Linked DNA regions of Mus musculus: regions 1 and 2 are each linked to region 3. A link is a contact called in public HiChIP or PLAC-seq data. All regions are on one chromosome and are shown on one strand. Each heading gives the region's core, a stretch centred on a gene start, on an enhancer-like site or on the middle of the called end of the contact. The rest is flanking DNA. Distances are from core to core; before and after follow the strand shown. Region 1 has its middle 47 kb from the start of Gm34044. Region 2 has its middle 86 kb from the start of Mir3966. Region 3 has its middle 30 kb from the start of Gm46240.

What was found. HiChIP or PLAC-seq counts read pairs in DNA pulled down with a chosen protein or histone mark.
Region 1: a contact with region 3 is called in a CTCF HiChIP or PLAC-seq map of the NIH/3T3 cell line, with 5 read pairs. The contact joins two enhancer-like sites. A contact is called at or near these places in 1 of 15 datasets of contacts at CTCF or cohesin (the NIH/3T3 cell line) and 1 of 484 Hi-C or Micro-C datasets (cerebellar granule neurons).
Region 2: a contact with region 3 is called in a FOXA1 HiChIP or PLAC-seq map of pancreatic cancer cells. The contact joins two enhancer-like sites. A contact is called at or near these places in 2 of 115 datasets of contacts at active chromatin or transcription factors (T-cell acute lymphoblastic leukemia and pancreatic cancer cells).

The regions. Positions count from the first base shown.
Region 1 is chr10:97,281,360-97,284,823 of GRCm38.p6, forward strand. No RefSeq gene overlaps it. Among named protein-coding and RNA genes, the nearest start is that of Gm34044, 47 kb to the left of the region's middle. Within about 2 kb of position 1,627, at least 11 of the 459 cell types and tissues checked have an H3K27ac peak or open chromatin away from gene starts, as enhancers often do. A contact at or near this core is called in the NIH/3T3 cell line, where this site is marked.
Region 2 is chr10:97,336,367-97,339,467 of GRCm38.p6, forward strand. No RefSeq gene overlaps it. Among named protein-coding and RNA genes, the nearest start is that of Mir3966, 86 kb to the right of the region's middle. Within about 2 kb of position 1,800, at least 61 of the 459 cell types and tissues checked have an H3K27ac peak or open chromatin away from gene starts, as enhancers often do. A contact at or near this core is called in pancreatic cancer cells, where this site is marked.
Region 3 is chr10:96,869,893-96,873,133 of GRCm38.p6, forward strand. No RefSeq gene overlaps it. Among named protein-coding and RNA genes, the nearest start is that of Gm46240, 30 kb to the right of the region's middle. Within about 2 kb of position 1,774, at least 84 of the 459 cell types and tissues checked have an H3K27ac peak or open chromatin away from gene starts, as enhancers often do. A contact at or near this core is called in the NIH/3T3 cell line and pancreatic cancer cells, where this site is marked.

The sequences.
Region 1 (3,464 bases), core at 377-2,876, 410 kb after region 3:
TTCTCTTTCTTTCTTTCTTTCTTTCTTTCTTTCTTTCTTTCTTTCTTTCTTTCTTTCTTTCTTTCTTTCTTTTTTTAGGTATTTATTTCATTTACATTTCTAATGCTATCCCAAAAGTCCCCCACACCCTCCTCCACCCACTCCCCCACCCACCTACTCCCACTTCTTGGCCCTGGCGTTCCCCTGTAATGAGGCATATAAAGTTTGCATGACCAATGGGCCTCTCTTTCCACTGATGGCCGACTAGGCCATCTTTTGATACATATGCAGCTAGAGACACAAGCTCCGGGGGGGGGGGGGGTACTGGTTAGTTCATATTGTTGTTCCACCTATAGGGTTGCAGATCCCTTTAGCTCCTTGGTTACTTTCTCTAGCTCCTCCATTGTGGGCCCTGTGATCCATCCAATAGCTGACTGTGAGCATCCCCTTCTGTGTTTGCTAGGCCCTGGCATAGTCTCACAAGAGACAGCTATATCTGGGTCCTTTCAAGAAAATGCCTCTGTATTTTAGAATTTCTGGTGTTAACAAAGGAATTAAGGAACAAATGGAAGTCTAGTTGACTTGATTTGTTTAAAGACTGAGATTATGAAAATTTTGTTTGCATTATTTGATGATAATATTCATAGCCATCCAAGTAGGTCACTTAATCTACCTAAATAAGGGTGCTAATTTTTTATTGCTTAGATTATTAATGAAAATGTAGATAAAATGTAATAATAGATGATAATCTAACCAGGAATTATCATTGTATCAGAAGTATGTACAGACAGAGACCGGGTGATCATTCAGTGATTAGAAGCAAGCACTGGCTGTTTTCATTAAGGACTCAAGGTTCAGTTCCTAGCACCCACATGGTCACTCATAACACCCTGTATCTCCAGTTCCAGGAAATTTAATGCCTTCCTCTGACTCCCATGGTCTTCTATACAAAAGCAGTACACAGATATTCAACAGGGTTCACATACATGCACACAAACAATCTTAAACAATGTGTCTTATATCAATCAATCTTAAACAATAAGTTTACAGACATAGCTCACTTTCCATCTCCTTCATTCCTTCCTTCCTCCCCTCCCTCCCTCCCTCCTTCTTTCCTTCCCTCCCTTCCTCTTTCCTTCCTGACTTCTCTCCTTACTTTGTTCTTTCCTCCTCTTTTGCTGTCACCCAAATACTTCCTTCTTCTCCTCTGTATTCATCTTCTTCCCTATCTGTCTCTGTCTCCTTCCTTGAACCCTCCTTCCTTTTGTGACAGGATCCACTTATGAAGTCCAGACTAACCTCAAGCTGACTCTGAAATACAATGACTGGCAAGTGGTTAACCCTATGTCTTTTCGAATGTAACAATGCAACTTATCTCAAATTCAAGATTTGGGAAAAAATTACTTGAGAGATAAATGAAAATCTCCATGCCCTTAAAAATAGCCGAATGTGGGCCACTCCTAGAGCTGTTTGTTTTTAAATGATATACAGTGAAAACACAATTATTAAGAATGAGAAACCCAGCTGTGATTTGGGTCTATCAAATTTCGGGAAGTTGCTTTTTTTTCACTATTTATAGTCTATGGAAGCTAAAGTCTACTTTTGTAAGAAAATTTCCTTCAATTTGAAAGTCAGTGTTTATTTTAAAAGGGGAAGAATCCATATGGTTTTGACTCCCCCACACTTGACTCATCCAAATGCAGTTTTGTAAGAGCTGTTTGAAGTAGAAAGCTTTTTGAAAAATTTTTTATGAGCTTTTTTGTCTCTTTTCCTCCTCAGAAAAGGAAGTGATGCTTTGCCAAGTATAAACAAAGTTAATCACTAAACAATTTTATGTCCTAAAATAATGAAACTGGAGTGCGTGTTGAATTTGACAGAAGTAACTCTTTCATCCTCAATGAAATTGTTGCCCAAACTTGTTCAGAGACAGCTTTCTCGGAAGGACCACTCCTGGCAAAAGCAATGCCACTCCACAGGCTTCCAGGGAAACACAGGACAGTAGCTGCATCTTTTGTTTCCCGCCCAGAGTATACTTACTGCATTTGGGGGCAGGGGACACACAGAAGTCACAGAAGAAGGTTATTAAATGTTATGACTGGGCCAAATAATTAGCTCTCAGGAACATAAGTGATGAAGCCATGCTACATGGGTACCTTTCAGGACTGTGACCTGACCAGTAAGTCCTGGACAGTTAGAACATGTTCCTATGCATGTTTTCATAATGAAATCTAGAATCATGGTCAGGACACTGAGGCCTGCTGGCTGAGAGCAGCTATTAGCTGCTTTCATAAATAAAGTTTTATAGACATAAGCAAACCCATTCATGTCCATATTGCACATGCCTGGTTTTGTTTTACAAGGATAGCCACCATCTGAAAGGCAAAACATAAGCTATTTTTAGTATAAGCCTTTTTATTAATTCTTTGAGAATGGTCATAGAATATACTTTAACAATATTCACCACCAACTCCTCTTCTTAACTCTACCCAGATCCACCCCCAACGTCATGTTTTTGTGCCCCCCCCCAAAAAAAAACTACCCATTAGCTCCAATTTGTGCTGTCCATGAAATTCCAGGGATAGGGACATCCACTGGAGTGTGGTCACCCTACTAGGGTTTATACTTTGTTTCCTTAAGTGATCTTTCCCCCAAAAGAACCATCAATTGTCCATATATCCTCAGTTATCACTGGGGTTCATGAAACCCCTCCTACTCCATGCTGACTGGTTTGATCTTGTGAAGGTCTCATGCAGACAACCATGGCTTCTGTGAGCTCATGAATACAGTGGTCCAGTTATATCCAGAAGATACTGCTTCTCAAGGTGCCTCTCTGACCTCTGGTTCTTAAAGCCTTTCAATACCTTCTTCCTTGGTTGTCTCTGAGGCTGGGGCAGCAGATATGAGCACAGGTGAGCATTCCAAGGACATTTCTTCTGTTGACTCTGACTACTAGTGATAAGCCAAAATTATTACTGTGTCCTTTCCACAAAACAAGGTCATGTGACTCCTAGTAAGGTTCATACAGAGCACATATGTAACACTGATCTGCTAAACTTTTACTGTGGTTCAAATGGTGATTTTTTTTAAAAAATAAAATGCTGTTTTATTTTTCATTACCAAACAAAGCCTAGAAGAGGACACTTATACACAGCCAGCCACACACCCCAGCACCCTGAAACAGGATATTATTGTTTTTTTATATGTGACATAGGTATCAATGAAGAATAAAGCAGCAATGGGGCACGTTGCTGTAATTCCAGAAGTTAGAGACCCAGAGCATGAAGGCTGCCAGAAACATAAAGGCAGGTTGGGCACATAGTGAGGTCCAGGCAGCCTGGGCAGGAAGGCTCTTGTCTCCCAAGACAAAAACAAGTGAAAGAAAGAAAGGAGAGTGAGAGAGGGAAGGGAACAAGAGGAAGGAGTAGAGGGAGGAGAGGGAAAAATAAATCAATATGAACATGTATACTAGGCATTATATCATATTA
Region 2 (3,101 bases), core at 550-3,049, 470 kb after region 3:
GGGCTATTTGCTTTTAGAGTGATTAAGTATCGCTCAAAATGAAATCTTGAAGTCATTGCTAATAGATGCTGTGTTTGTAAATAATGTTATGTGAATTTATATTTTAATTTATAATTTGTTGTTATGTACATGATAAATTATTAGCATAAAAACAGTGTTGTTCACAAAAATGAAATGCAACTTTAGAATCTCTGTGTTCACTGGAGCATTATATTCAGTATTTATGTCTCTAAGAGGAAATGCTTTTATAATCTGCATAATTCAATGCTATATATAAATAAGCCAGATATGATGGAAGTGTCATTAGAAACTTTGTCCTTTAGTTTCAAATGTGTATGTAACCAACACACATAGTTCTCTATATGACAAAGCTCTCCATGGTATGAAATAATAGTAAATTAAAATGTTCAAGGAAAAAAATAGAACTTTCATACACCAGATATGTTTGGTTCTTTTGTTTTGTATGTTTGTTTGTTTGTTTGTTTACAGACAGGGTTTCTCTGTGTAGCCCTGGCTGTCCTGGAACTCACTCTGTAGACCAGGCTGGCCTTGAACCCAGAAATCTGCCTGCCTCTGCCTCCCGAGTGCTGGGATTAAAGGTGTGTGCCACCACCACCCAGCTTGATATGTTAGGTTCTTAATGAATGTACAAAGCTTACATCTATAGCTGACATCCATGATTTGATTTTAGTTTGATGTAAATTTATGTCAGATTTGTAAAAAAAAAAAAAATGTATCTTAAGAGAAAATGTCTATACAACTTAGTTCTATTACAACCAAGATTTTGTTTCACAGTTGTTTTTCCCATGCTTTGTGGTCATTTATCTACTTTTAGCAACATTTTAAAAGGCAAAAATCTTTTGTTTCTTGTTAATTTTACCAGACTTTGAACATTACCCTTCCTCATGGGAAACAAAGAAAGAAACAAAAACATTAGTTTGCTACTTTTGCAAATCTTTGTGACTCCTTATTTCAGTCCTTTGAATAGGAGACCAAGATCCTTCTCCCAGGAATTTTCCCTCTTCAAGTCACTAGGCCAGTCTTCATTGCCAATTGAACTGGCATAGAAACAGTTCTGGAAGTGTCTCTGAGGGTGATTCCAGAAGGCTTAATCTACTCTGAATAAGGGCAGCACCTTCAGTGGGATGAGGTCCTAAACTAAATTAAAAATAAATAAATAAATAAAAAGGAATAAGAAGAGGAGGAAGAGGAAAAAGAGGGGGAGGAAAAAGAGGAGAAGAGAAGGAAGAAGGAGGATAGCAAGCTGAGTTGGTTTAAGGATTTTTACCTTTATATGACAAAGCTCTCTATGTTATGAAATAAATTAAATAAAAATGTAGGTGACAAAAAATCATAGATCTTCCATACACCAGATATGTTAGGTTCTTAAGGAGATATAAACCTTACATCTGTAAATGACATGCATAATTTGTTTGTGGCTTTAAGCAAATTTAATTTGTGCTCATTCATAAGGAAGATATATATATGTATATATATATATATATATATATATATATATATATATATATATATTCCTATTGACTATTATGAATAAACAATAATCCTCACTGATGTCTGATATCTAATAACAGATATCCAAACAGCAGGACTTTCCAACAGCAGACTTTTATTCAGGCCTAGCCAATTTATGCTGAACTTTAGTTGGTCTTCTGTTTATATATATGCCTCTGCATGACTGAGCATGAAGATGAGAGCCTCAGCTCTCCAGGGTAAACGTGTAGGCAGGGCCATTCTACTTTTGGCCAATCCCCTAAGACCTGAAGTGCCTTCCATTACTGTTGATTGAGCTCACTGTGACCCATTCGGGTTAAGGTTATTAGTCATCCCTGACTGCACCCAGCTTTCCCACAATGAGCTCTCCAATTTTCTTACTAATGTGAAACTTATTTACACAGATCCTTGTTCCACAGATGCCTCAGCTGAAGACCAGGCTGAAGTTAGCCCGAGAGCAGCCCTGGTTAGGACACAGGCCTCTGTGCCCAGTACTAAGAATTATTGAATATGGTACTGTAGGATGTTGGCTTCTAGCAGCTAACAGAGGCACAGCTGTTGAATGTGACATGAGAGTAATTTACGGCACAACACTTCCTGTTTGCTAATGCAAATATTTCCCCCCCTTTCCCCCCCATACACACAGTACTGAGTTTATTAGGGCAGCCACTGAACGCTGTCTGTTTACTCAGGTGAGCACTGAGCTCTGCTGATTTATTGGGATGGGCACTGAGAACTGGTTAGTTTATTCCAGTCAGCAATGGGACCAGTTGGTTTATTCAGGTGAACATGGGGCACCACCGGTTGGTTTATTTTGGCGAGCACTAAGCACTGTTTGGTTTTATGAGGTGGCCACTGACCTAGTATGATGATGTCTTCATAATATGAGGAGATTTAGGTATACAACTGCACACAGTAAAGGCCCTGTGAAAATATAGGATAATGTGGCCTCTTAAGGATGTCTAGAATCACAGAACTTATAGAATGAATCTCTGCCTCCCCCTACACACACACACACACACACACACACGGAATAACTTATAGGCTGCATTCCAACTAATCCATCAATGGCGAGCTGGATCAAAAGCCTGGGTCTTCCCACCTCAAAAGTCCAGACTAAAAGTTTATTCACCTATTTCAAACCCAGAAGAAACTCTCTGGCCGGCATGCCCTCCATTTCTGGATTATAGTTCATTCCAGATACAGTTAAGTTGACAACCAAGAGTAGCCACGATCTATAAGCCAAGGAATGAGGGCACAGAAGGACCCAGCCCTGCCAGCATCGTGATCTTCAAGTCCTGGTTTCTAGAACGGTGAGGAGACCAATCTCTGTGGTTTAAACTCTCTGACATGTGGTACTTTGCCATGGCAGTGCTGGTAATCCCCAGAAATTTGCTTCTGGAAAAGAGTGAATAAGTTCTGCTTGAAACTCAGAGGAGAGATGTCTTCATCAGAATATCAAATTCAGTGGGTGTGTATTACTTTTCTCGGCTTGCTAGTTTTCCTCCTCCTCCCCTCTTAGACTTATTTAAAAAAATAAATAAATAAAGATGAAGTGTAAGCCCCATCTCAGGTATGGTGCTACTGAC
Region 3 (3,241 bases), core at 524-3,023:
TATCATACGAACAGACATGAAGTACAGAATGTTCTGGATGGCAGTCTGAGCATAGCTTTACAAAGTATCTTTCTCATTGTATTTAATGAGGAAAATCAGTAGGAGCTTTCTAAGCATCCCACTGAAACTGAGGCAACACGTTGTGAAACTGATGGGGCATGACACTACCGTACATGGGATCTCTAGCTCCAACTCTGCAATGTCTTTTTTTCTTTTTTTAATTAGGTATTTTCCTCGTTTACATTTCCAATACTATCCCAAAAGTCCCCCATACCCACCTCCACAATCCCCTACCCACCCACTCCCCCTTTTTGGCCCTGGCGTCGCCCTGTACTGAGGCATATAAAGTTTGCAAGTCCAATGGGCCTCTCTTTGCAGTGATGGCCGACTAGGCCATCTTTTGATACATATGCAGCTAGAGACAAGAGCTCCGGGGTACTGGTTAGTTCATATTGTTGTTCCACCTATAGGGTTGCAGTTCCCTTTAGTTCCTTGGGTACTTTCTCTAGCTCCTCCATTGGGGGCACTGTGATCCATCCAATAGCTGACTGTGAGCATCCACTTCTGTGTTTGCTAGGCCCCGGCATAGTCTCACAAGAGACAGCTATATCTGGGTCCTTTCAGCAAAATCTTGCTAGTGTATGCAATGGTGTCAGCATTTGGAAGCTGATTATGGGAGATAGAAGAGAGAATCTCAGGTGCAATGTCTTTATTCTGGGAAATTAAATGAAAAGGGGATGTGAGGTGAGAAAAATAACTAAACTAGACTGGAGAAGAAGGTAAGATGAAATGAAGAGGCAGAACTAGCAGATGCCTACAGTAGATTAGGAACACCAGAGCCTTTCATCTTGTCAAGATGGAGGTATTGTTGGGAAGCCACATGAGCGCCAAGCGACATAGCTCCAACAAATTCAGCAGAGGCCAAGAAGCATGTCCTTAAGTCTTCCTGTGAGATGGCTTCCAAGTGCGATGTTTGTCTGTGACTCTTATTTAAGATACCCAGGGAGCTATCAAATGTTGTCCGTAATTGATTGACAGCCACATGAAAAGAATAAATATTTCAAACTGGAATAACAGAATAGATTTCTCCTGAGCCTTAACTTAATTCCTCTTTTTAAAACTCTCTTTCTTTTTCCCTCCTCCCTTCCAGAACTGCAATTGGAAAAAAAAAAGAGTAAATATGAAGAACTACATTGAGACAGTTGTCTGATTATTTTTTTAACCTGAGAATGCAAATGGATAAAGTTTAAAAACAAGGAGCGATGTCAAACATAATCAGAACTTTATATCCTGCAATATAAACTTTTGTAAGCTCAGAGAATCAGCCAGAACAAAATGTCTAATTGGTTTAAAATTAAAGTCAAGGTTAATATTAATAAATACTTTATAATTCTTTGTAAGTTTATTTGAATGGTATTGGCTCAAACTAAATAGATGCCATTTCTTTAAAGAGAACAGTGTTTAATTAATACCAAATGACTTAGTGTGTGGAGTTACTGTTTGTTCTGTGGCCCAGGCTTCCAAGCCTGTGTTTGTGTATGTGTGTGTGTGTGTGTGTGTGTGTGTGTGAGAGAGAGAGAGAGAGAGAGAGAGAAAGAGAGAGAGAGAGAAAGAGAGAAAGAGAGAGACCCACATTTGGTAGACTTCTACAGAATGCACACATATATTTTCTTTTTGCCAAAAAGTAACAGAAGCCTTCTGAAGGCGTAAGGCTTCATCTCTTTGATAGAGCTCTTAAAACGAGAACAAGAGTGAGCCAGAGTGGACAGGATGTGGGTGTCTGACTCACAGCGCAAGGCAGCCACATGCAGGGTCAACAACCCCACCCCATCTGTGGCCTGCCCTTTCCTCTGATCTTTTCAGATATTTCATGTGATGGTTGGCTCACAAACAGTAATGGCTTCTTGGGAATGTCGGTCATCCGAACTACCTGAAAGATAAGAAGCTCCACCTTCCTTTCTTATCCTGGCCTCCTTGGTAAAGATGGAAAGATATTGTTCCTTCAGATACACAGTAGGGAGGAAAAAGATGAGGAATCCAGGTTTCCGAGCCTTCATAAGTCTGAGCCCTGTGACTCACCGACAGACCACATGAGACAGAGGCCATGTTCTTGTATGTTTTGGTGGTGTGCAACTTTTTCTCCTCTGAGACAGACAGGAAACATGCCTAATTCATTGTATAGCAGCTATATAAGGCTCTGAGGATAAATACTGACTAAATCCCAGGAGTATTTTAGTGAGGAGCAGTATGCACATGAGCCCATAACTACTTACAGAGTGGCTGAGAGGCTGCTGAGTAGTGATCAATGTCTTAGTTTAAGGGATATAAAAACAGTTATTACAATATATCATAATATAACATAATACAGTAATATATATATATATGTACATATAAGATACATACATAATGTTATAACTCATGAAGCGGTAGATGGAAAGAGAACAGAGAGGAGGAAATACTTAACAGGGAGGACTGGACTCCACTGTGTTAATTAGACAAGGCTCTGGGAGAGGAAGAGCTATGCTGGGCTGGACGCTGCAATATACTCAATGAACATCAAAAATGATGAGAGGTTTCAGGTAAAGGGAAGAGTCTTTGAAGAGCACCATCGCTGAATGTTTAAAACAAGAAAACTGAGAAAAGAGAAAGGGCTAGAGCTCTTGGAACAATGGAAGGAATGAGAAGAGAAGGAGAAAGGTATTCATTCATTTTCTAATCTAGCCTGCAGGCTGCACAGTCAGTGACCCCGAAACAATGGACAGTCAAGTGTGCTTTGCAGTGTCTCCGGTAGCCCAGGTTGGCTTCAAACTTATTCTGTAGGTGCAAACCTCATTCTCCATCCTGAAAACCCCCGAGTTCTGGTGTTCCTGGCATGTGCCACACCTAGATGGGATTATAATTTTGTTCTTATAATTTCTGGAGTTTATGTGGTTGTTGGTAAAATTCTGTTGAAACTGTGATGGAAGAAAACTCTCTCTCTCTCTCTCACTCGCTCTCTTAATCTCTCTCTCTCTCTCTCTCTCTCTCTCTCTGAGGTACCGTTTCACTATATACAGCAACCTGGCCTTCAATCACAGAAATCTGCCTTTAATGAAAGAGCTGGGATTAAAGACATATCCCACCATATCTGGCCATTTTCTTATTTTTCAGGCAGGCTTGTTGCCTGCACATAGAGCTTATAGATTTGGCCATATTATCATCTGCAAGCTCCAGGAATCTTCTTGTCTCCAACACTCTGGCG